2 separate regions of the Gasterosteus aculeatus genome follow, and region 1 is linked to region 2. Evidence: chromatin contacts called from public Hi-C data. All regions are on one chromosome and are shown on one strand. Each heading gives the region's core, a stretch centred on a gene start, on an enhancer-like site or on the middle of the called end of the contact. The rest is flanking DNA. Distances are from core to core; before and after follow the strand shown.

Region 1 (4,751 bases), core at 980-3,479, 65 kb after region 2:
ATCACAATTCTTCTCCCCTGGCACTAAGTCTGAAAGGAAGTGACCCATTTGCCCTTCCTGTGAGATCCCCTCTGTTCAAAGAGTTCCAGGCTGCCACTCTCTCTCTCACTCGCACACACACGCACACACAATGAGCAGTTCCTCACGTTGTATTTATTTATTTTTCCTCTCCACTAGTTATCTTTTAGAGATAAAGTCCATCTCTCTTGGGGGTTGGTCGGGTGGGACTTCAAACAGTGCAGCACAGGCCAGATTTGCCCCAGACTGGGAGGCCAGGAAAGGGGACATTTATCACTGTAACACACACCGACATTATCGCCACGTGCCTTGTTCTCTCTCCCACTCTCCCTTCAACCTCCCTCCTTCTCTTCATCCTCAGGGTCCTCACGGCTCGGCTCTGGGCTTTTCTTCCTTTTAATACAGGACTTTTACTTATTTTATATGGTGTTAGTTGACTCTATACTTGAATTTTTTGAGACTGAATGATGTAATGGGACAAGCAGAGCAATTGGGATCATAATAACAGAACAGGGAAAGGCTTCCTTTTAGATGTAAAAGAGAAAATTCCATATCAAGGGCAGCTGTCTAAATCTGGTATTTAGTTCAAAGCTGCAATTAACAAATGTGACACTTTCACAAAATTCTATCCTAGTCAGTTTTTAATGGGTAGAAGCAGATATCTGCAGGTATTCTTTCATGGTTTTTGTTCCAAAATCAGCAGAGGGCTTACTAATACAAATTTTGTACAAATACCTTAGTTGGTTGCTAGCTGAACAAGGATCAGTAGGTGCTTTAGAAATATTACACAATTTAGGTGTTTTTTAGAATTGATAGAAATATTTCAGTAGGAGGAGGGATACAAATCTGGTTGAAGATATTACAAAGCAAGTGGTATATGAAAACCTTTCTTAACCGCTGTCTTTGATCCCCAGCAGTTAGGCAGTAAGCAGTTGGCCTTCCAGCAGCAGCTCATCCAGATGCAGCAGCTTCAGCAGCAGCACATCCTCAACCTCCAGAGACAAGGCCTGGTCCCACTGCAGCCCACCGCTGCCATGCAGTCTCTGCAGCAAGGTACGTACGCATGCTCACACACACATTTATACACAGTACACAACTGTAATGAAACAAAACTCAATCACACATGGTCTTAGCTGATAGCAAACACACACACACACACACACACACAAATACAGGCATGTACCCAAAGCTGCATGTGAAGCCTGTTAAGTTAATCAGCCAAGAAAAAAGATAAAGGGAAACTTGATTGGTGGGCTTGTGGAAGGTAGTCATTTGGATAATAAGTAAAATATGCCAGTAAGCCCCCTGCTCGGAGGTATGTTCACGTGTTTGCCTAAGTGTGTGTAAGCTTGAGTGTACGTGTACTTGAGATTAGCCAGACACAAGAACATCGTCGTTTTGCTGTTGCTTTGTCCACTGGGCATTTTTGTGGCTGTATGTACCTTCTCTCCCAGTCCCCTCATTTTGTCAGCATGATTTTAAAACGATCAACGTTGACTGTTGGCTGGCCCGTCCTTAATGAATTTATGTGTGTATATATATAAGTGTATCTTGGTCCACTTTTTTCTCTGCGCAGTAATGTCAAATTAACACACACACACACACACACACACACACACACACACACACACACACACACACACACACACATATACATATAGAGGATACTTTGGGAGCTTTAAAAGTGGCCGTAACATTGCTAAAGCTGACTGAGCCGACCAAACAGAGTTACCTTCCCCCCATCGGTCTGATCTCTCTCTCTCTCTCTCTCTCTCTCTCTCTCTCTCTCTCTGTCTCTCATGCTCAGTCATCTGCAGTCACACACAAGTTGACGCTCTAATAGTCACTCTGTTGTCTCAATCTGTAAAAAATACAACACATTTTTCAGAAAGTTCATTTTCTATAAGCCTGATTGCCTGATGCATTAAAACTTAAGTGTGATGTTTGCATCGGTATGTTTATGTGTTAGGGGAAAGGTGTGTGTGTGTGTGTCCACTGGAGGCTAAGTGGAATTACCAAATCACAGAGAGTACAGAGTACTCCACAGAGTGGATACAAATGAAAAGAGGGAGGCCAAAGTCTTGCATAAAAAGGTGTTTGTTTTTTGGACAGTTGCAAACATTTGCTTTTGGCATCTCCTTCTTTTTCTCTCTCTCTCTCTCTTTCCCTCCATATCAGAGTGGAATTTCCCTGCAGTGTGAAAGAGCCGGTCCATTGTGACGGCTCAGCCAGGCGTGAGCCAGAGCATTCCTCTGACCAGCCATGCCACACAAACACACAAACACACATGCATAAACACTTGCACCTATGCACACAAATGTACACGTTATTGCCCCGCCTCAAAGGGCCGTTGTGTCCGGTGGGTAGCTGGTGGGGGGTTACCCTGAGGGGAGGGGTCCTGCTGTTATATTTATTTCTGTTAATAAATAGCGGTAAAATGGAGGCCCTTAGTAGAATCTCATGACTGTCAACATACTGAGTCAAAGACAAAAAAACTAAAACACTTTGTTTGAGATCCAAAACCCCTTCTTTTTTCTAAGCACAGACCAATCAGAGAGTGGTTTAGAGTGTGTCTCAGTACTTCAGTTCTTCACTCTCATAAAAAAAATCCATTACATTTGACATCATCCTGTTGGATCCTAACTTCTTAGTAACTTAAGTGTACTTCCTAGCATGTCTCATGTCTACAAACATCAATATGGAAGAAATACAACCCTAGCGCCCAGATGTGGCTCTGAACGTTAAAGAATTAGCAAAAGCACTCTCCTCCAGGAATAATGCTTTGTATTTATTAACACTAACGCTGGTGGAAATTGTGAATGCATACATTCCCAAATATGCGCACAAAGTCAGGATTTTATTGTTTAATTTGAGTTTTTCTTGCTTTGCACTCTTAATAAACCGCTCACTTACCGGAATCCAAAAGGTTTTCTTGTAATTTTGATGACTACTTTAGTAATTTAGTAATTAATACTTTAGACCCCCTAGGCGTGTCCACAGATTGCTCAGGTTTCTTGGATAATACTACACACACACAATGACTCATTCCTCCAGAGTGAGAACTTTTGTTTTGGCTGGATCACAGAAGAATGCAGACAAAGCAGACATAATATTTGGATTGCTGCGAGGTCTGCATGTGTGTGTGTGTGTGTGTGTGTATGTGCAGAGTGTGTGGGTGCGTGCATACGTGCACGGTAAGATCCATTGGAGTAGGCTTTTAGGCGTCTCTTTCACTGTGAAATTGGAGCAGAAATAACAAAGCTGCAACTAGAACAAACTCAAAGTGTGCACCCACCCTGTTGAGACAAATAGTGGTAGTGAAAGTAGCTGTGGTAGTGGTAGACAGTAGCAATTGCCAACATAGATTAAGAAATAGTTGAGAAATGTTTAATATCTGGAAATAAAACAAAAACAACAAAAAGAAATTTCCTATTTTCCACTCATACCAGAGGACTATTATAGTTGCGTGTGTGTTAATAATATTCAGTCGTAGCTCTCTCTGTCTGTGGGTAGGTATTCATTCCTTATTTATTTATATAGAATTTGCGCAGAGCATTTGAAATTGAGTAACTAAACAAGGTCGCCAAGTTAACTTTGCATTCCTTCTCTGCAGCGATGTGTCCGTCAGACCTCCAACAGCTGTGGAAGGAGGTGTCGGGGGTGCAGAGCAGTGAAGATGCCCTGAAACAGGCCGAGGGCCTGGACTTGAGCACCAACAGCTCCAATTCTACCTCAGCCTTTGCCAAAGCTGCCAGTGCTCACATCCCACTGCACAGCCTGGTCAACGGACAGAGCCACACCCCAAAGAGAGACAGGTACACTTACGGGCAGTATGTCAAAATACTACAGACATCAACAAACTGTCCTGTGTGACCTGCAGTCTTTCTCACACTCTCGCCACGTTATTTTCTGGCATTTCACTTTTAGCTTTTAGCTGTTCCTCCATACCTAAGCACGTAAACACAAGACATGCACATGCAGCATATCACACATCACACTGGTGTAAATACCCCTCTGTTCATTTGATAGGAGGTGTTTTGGGTTCAGTATGTTCGGACACTATGCTGTCAACCACATGCAAGTGTAGTATAGAGAAGAGGATGCTGAATGCTGGCCATGTGGGAATTATTTGTTCGTTGTGAAGACATAAATTCCTTGTTAACATGTTGACATTTTGGAGATGCTGGTTTATGTACCACACATATGAGAGCTCTGGTGTCCCGTGGCTCTGTTGACTGCTCATGGTCTTTTCTTTGTCTTTAAGAGCCAGACTGTTTGAGTGGATATCCAGCTTCACCAAGTCAGACAGCGGAGATGACCATGTCCCCTTTTACCCCAAAGGCGGGCAACCCCCCAGCAGTCAGTGAGTAGCATACACACACACACGAGTGGACAAGACAATGACAGAAAGACACACTACTGGAGGGAGGTCTTCAGTATCACTGGCTCTGATTCAGTGACCTCATTTTGGAGGGGGTTGATGTGGGTGTGCAAGTATCAATCAACAGAGCTTATATTACCTGCTTAAAATAATGTCATACTATCATACTACAGCTTCAGAGTTGGCTTTAGTAGACACAAATAGGGTCGCATTAGTGTGTTAGCCCGCTAAGCTAACGCGTATTTGATGTGGAGGAGAATGTGGTTTCCAGCAGTTTCTCATGTCTGTTGTCTGAGCTGCTTCTGAGTTGACTCAACCACAGCCAGCACACACACACACACACTCCAACCTC
Region 2 (4,738 bases), core at 781-3,280:
GTTCAGAATTCCCCTCCACATATACAAACAGGCCAGAATTAGTCTCAAATCCTGCGTTTGAAGGGCCAGATTGAGTCATTCAAAGTTAGAGGCTGGAGCTCTGACACTGTGGGTGAGCTCCCCCATATTTCTCTTTAATTAAGCCATGGAAAACCTTGTAGTACAGCCAACCCAGTTCATGTAGCCACTTATGTTTTAATTTAATTACCTGTCCACTTTGATAATTATTCCCCCTGATTAACAGGGAGAGGAAGGTTCCTAAATGGGAATAGGAGATGGGTGAGAGGGCCAAGCAGCGTTTTTCTCTTTTCAGCAAGCACAAGAATGAAGGTGTTGACTTAAGATGTCCAAGCCAGCTCCTATTTTGATCGGGTTACTAACTTGGACCGCCTCATCCCAGCCTGGCTCGCCTCGAATTTATTCAGGCTGTGCAGAACACAGAGTCCTTTTGAGTTTCCTGTTCACCGTTTAATTTGATGCACCCACGAGCCAAAACAGCGAAACAACAACTAGAAAATCAGCATTCTGCAAACAGGCGGGGGTGATTGATATCTTTACTAAAAATCTCAACAGTTACAAAACAACAAGCACAAGGAGAATTCAGTCTCTTTGTTCTCTACTGTGCTTTTCTACATTCTGTTTTTGGATTCAGGTTGTATGTCACTATTGTAAGTAGCCATATACACACTATGGGTGCAGTTATAAAGTTTATTTTAATAATAAAAAATGTAATAATATTTTTTCAATCAAACTTTAAAGTGCAATTTCATGAAAACAGCCACTTAAAAAAGTATCACTTATCACCATCCATGTGCTGAAATTAACACCCGTCATTTGGAGATTTATTGGAGATATTACAAAGTGTTCCGGGGAAATTTTTTGTACTGTACTGTACTGTAAAAATAAATGTTATTATATATGTATATATATATGTATATGTATATAAATATATGTATATATATATATATATATATATATATATATATATATATATATATATATATATATATATATATATATATATATATATATATATATATATATATATATGTACAGTATATGATAAACACTCGCACAGACAAATACACACCCACAACATTTGCACACTTACACACACAGACACATGTTTTAATGGTATTGATCGCGCCAATGAATGTGTTGTGATTTACTGCAGTCGTGGCCCATTGTTGGGTCGTACTGTGATGGACTGCCTTCATTTTCCAATGTTTATAAGCTCCAAGAGAAGCCAGGAGGGTATAGAATAGCATTTAATGGCAAACGCAAAATTATTCCAAGATCTTTTCATGAGTTATGACACTCTTTTTTTTTCATGACTTGCAGCGACAGGTATGATGTAATTTCCAAATTTCTTCAGAGACAGTAATCTCAACACTGATTATGCTGTCAATTAGTAAATGAATGTGGCGGTAAGGGAGGAAAAGGTGGTAATAACTCTGCAAAAGGAGTTGTCAGGCTTCCAAAATAGATAACGGACTTACAGAGATAGGCAGGCAGTAAACATCACAATATAACTGTCTATTTGCATGGTAAGTGGAAAAAAACAAGGGTGAATCCACACACACACTGATTTTACATTTTATTCATATAATACAGCATTTCTTAGGTTGACTTCGATCTTTTGGCATGAAGACTTCAACAAAGTGTGGAAAAATACTAAAGGTATTATCGTCTGTCGAGAGAAACAACAGAAATATATATGGGAAAAAATATGTTAATTAAAAAAATATCAAAAGTAACATTACAACAAAAAGGTGAAGAAACAAATCAAAGTGCTTCCTGGTCGCTAGTTTGCTTTGGATGATGGCGCTTTGTTGACGGGTTTCTGAGATCCAAATTGTATGTAGAGTAACATCTGTTCTTCTCTGCTTCCACAATAGCACAACTCAGCCGGGATGCAAAGAGAGGTCAAAAGATCAGTGCCTTCCCCACACGCACGCACACACACTCGGAGAGCGAGAGAGGGAGAGAAAGGGGGGGGGGGGTCACTGAGAGAGCCTCTACCTCTCACCGGCTGCTGTTTTCCTTTTGTGCGCCAGGGCTTTACGAGGAACGATACAAACGCGCACCTGCTTTAGAGGCATTACGGTAGCGCAGCAAACTGTCCCCCCTCGCAACACACACACACAGACACACTCACACGCTCGCGCAGCCCTAGTGATTCAAACCCCGATTTCCAGCAAACGAGCAAGCAACAGACGGGATGCCAAAAAAAGTGAGGAGCAGCGGAGGGGTTGTTCGCGCTGAATGAGCCTCTTGAAGAGATAGCGAGAGGAAGGCAGACGCAACAAAACAAGACGAGAAGCTGCGCGCTTTCTCCGCGGCAACTTGCGCACAGTGCCAGAGTTTTTAGCGGCAGTATTGTTCCGACTTCACTCCAGAGGGGCCACTCCGAGGAGAGAGGACGCACACAAAAGGGAAAAGGAAAGGACTAACGAGCACGCTTTGTCGTTTAAAGTGATGGTCCTGCGGTCTTAGATCCTAGATTTCTCTGTCTCTACCTCTCTCCCCTCTCTGTTTCTTTCCATTTTTTCTCCTTTTTTTTTTTACATTTTTTTTTTCGTCCCGTCGGTTTGTGAGCCCCTTTGTCGCCGTGAGAGAGAGAGTGGACGCGCCGGGGGTTTGAGGAGCCGAAGCGGGGCTGTCCACATGGTCCGACCACTGGCGTGAAAGTTGACTTCTTCAGAAAACCAGAGAACAGGTTGATGCATTATCTACAATTTACTTTCCCCTTTTCTTTTTTTTCGCCTTCCTCACTCTTTCCTCGCCTCGCTGCTTCTATTGAAACTCTGATAACCACGTTAGTCCACAAAAGTTAAACTTTCCCATCGCACATTGTTTGTGAAACTCCTCCGCGCGAGGCTAATAATACAAATAGGGTATTTTAAAACACATTGGCACACTCGGGAGTTTTTTCCTCGTTCAGACTTCCCCTCCGTCCATGTGTCATTTGAACTAGTTTCTTTTCTCAGGATTAACTTATTAGCCACGTATTAAAATGCTATTTGAAGCTTTCATCCTTTCAGTTTCTACAAGAGCGAGAAAGCGGTGGTTTAAGTTTCTTCTATTTATTCGCTTCACACGTGTTAGTCGTACGTGCACCACAGGGAGAAACACACGCTTATTTAAATCGACGTTTGTTTTCATTTCTGTGAACTCATAAATATCATGTCATAGTCATCGTGGACTGAGAGACCCGGTGTTTTTAAAATGATTTTTTTTTTTTTTATTGTCCGAAGTTATTGCTCACGAGCCAACCAAAAGTTAGTCTCATAGGTTCAGACTAAGATGTCGGGAGGGGATTTGACGAGCTTAACTCTGCGTGCCCGTAAGTAACAGGGATTCAATAATAAACACACGTCGATTAATGTGGTGACAATTTGGTGACTCGCGTCGGAATGCTTTGTCATCGCGTTGTACCTGTTTAGCTCCCTGCCGGTCACCACTGTTTTAATTCTTAATTGATTTAGTTTTAGTTTAGTTTATCCCCTCACTGAAGATCATGTTTTCAGAGAGGGAGAGAGAGAAAAAGGTCTTTCTTTGAGACTTGGCCAAAGGGTCAGGGGGACAATACTTTCCTTTCAAAGCGTTTTGACTTTTGAAATTGGAACCGCGTTTTGTGACCTAACGTTTGCCGAGTTGTGTTGGTTACCGATACAATACACAACAATATGCAGAGGTTTTCCATGCATAGTAAAAGTTTAACGTATAAAGTGATCGTATCTGTAGGTATGTAGACAGATCATTAGATAATTGTAACACTGCTTTTTATTCATTCATGAATTACATTAAATTAAAATACATATACTTCTCATGATTTAAAAAAAAGTCCACATGTGTGCAGAGCTGATTTTGACTTTGACAATATTTTAAAATAAATAAATGAGGGGGTTGAAGTCTGTACCAGAACCAGAATGTTTTTCCTTTCCTTCTACAGTCATACAGCGCCTGAAAGCAGGCCTCCAATAGGAGAGAAATGCTCCTTTCTTTTTAGAGAGAAAATACAAATGAACTACATTTATCCAATATCTTAAATTACAAATAGCTCAATGAAGCAAACTGCAGAACAACTGTACAAGCTGTCCTACTTCAACTAAATAAATAAAAATAATCAAATTTGAAACATCAGCCAGAGCATTCCCTTATGCCAGATACACTGAGGTCCCGCGTGACGGAAACCAGCGCGAGAGATGAAACAACCATTAATTGCTGTTAGTTGTGTGTCACTGGGAGAAACGCGCACCCTGACACGGACATTATTGCCCCGTGATTGATGGGCGCCAGGGCATTTGGCATAATTCATTTTATTTACTGTGTCCTCTCTCCTGTTGTGTGCCCCCACCTTTGCCAAACACCCCCCTTTGCTAAACTACCCCCCCCCCCCCCTGCTCTTCTGTGGTGGCATTTCCGTTACGCGATGACACACTTTTAATTGCACTTTAGTAGAAGATCCATCGGGAATGAAAAAACTCTTCATCACGTTTTTATGACCTTGTCACATTTCTGGTGTCAGGTATTTCGTGGTCGCTCCGAGGCCTCTCGTGTAAAGTGTATACTGAATGATGAATACAAAAAAGTAGTTCATTTCATCAACATAAATTACACCTTCAGTGGTAGCCTTCATACAAATCTGCTCGTTCGTGTTTTAGTGTTCACACAGATTCATGCTGCTGTATTTAAATCAGCAAAATTTGACCAGACTTTTAAGATGATTCATTTG

The links. A called contact is a pair of places that touch in the nucleus more often than the background predicts.
Region 1: a contact with region 2 is called in a Hi-C map of skeletal muscle, with 2.7 times the contacts expected there. The contact joins the enhancer-like site here to the promoter of foxp4 in region 2. A contact is called at or near these places in 4 of 6 Hi-C or Micro-C datasets (liver, skeletal muscle, tail fin and 1 more).

Annotation. Positions count from the first base shown.
Region 1 is chr17:12,123,147-12,127,897 of fGasAcu3.hap1.1, forward strand. foxp4 (forkhead box P4) reads left to right here. Exons shown (of 18, transcript XM_040203460.2): 6 at 936-1,071; 7 at 3,632-3,833; 8 at 4,283-4,381. All of the region lies in intron 1 of LOC144388944 (a long non-coding RNA gene), which reads right to left. Among protein-coding and RNA genes, the nearest start is that of LOC144388944, 4.7 kb to the right of the region's middle. Within about 2 kb of position 2,230, at least 1 of the 9 cell types and tissues checked has open chromatin away from gene starts, as enhancers often do.
Region 2 is chr17:12,057,956-12,062,693 of fGasAcu3.hap1.1, forward strand. foxp4 (forkhead box P4) reads left to right here and starts at 2,031. Exons shown (of 18, transcript XM_040203460.2): 1 at 2,031-2,719.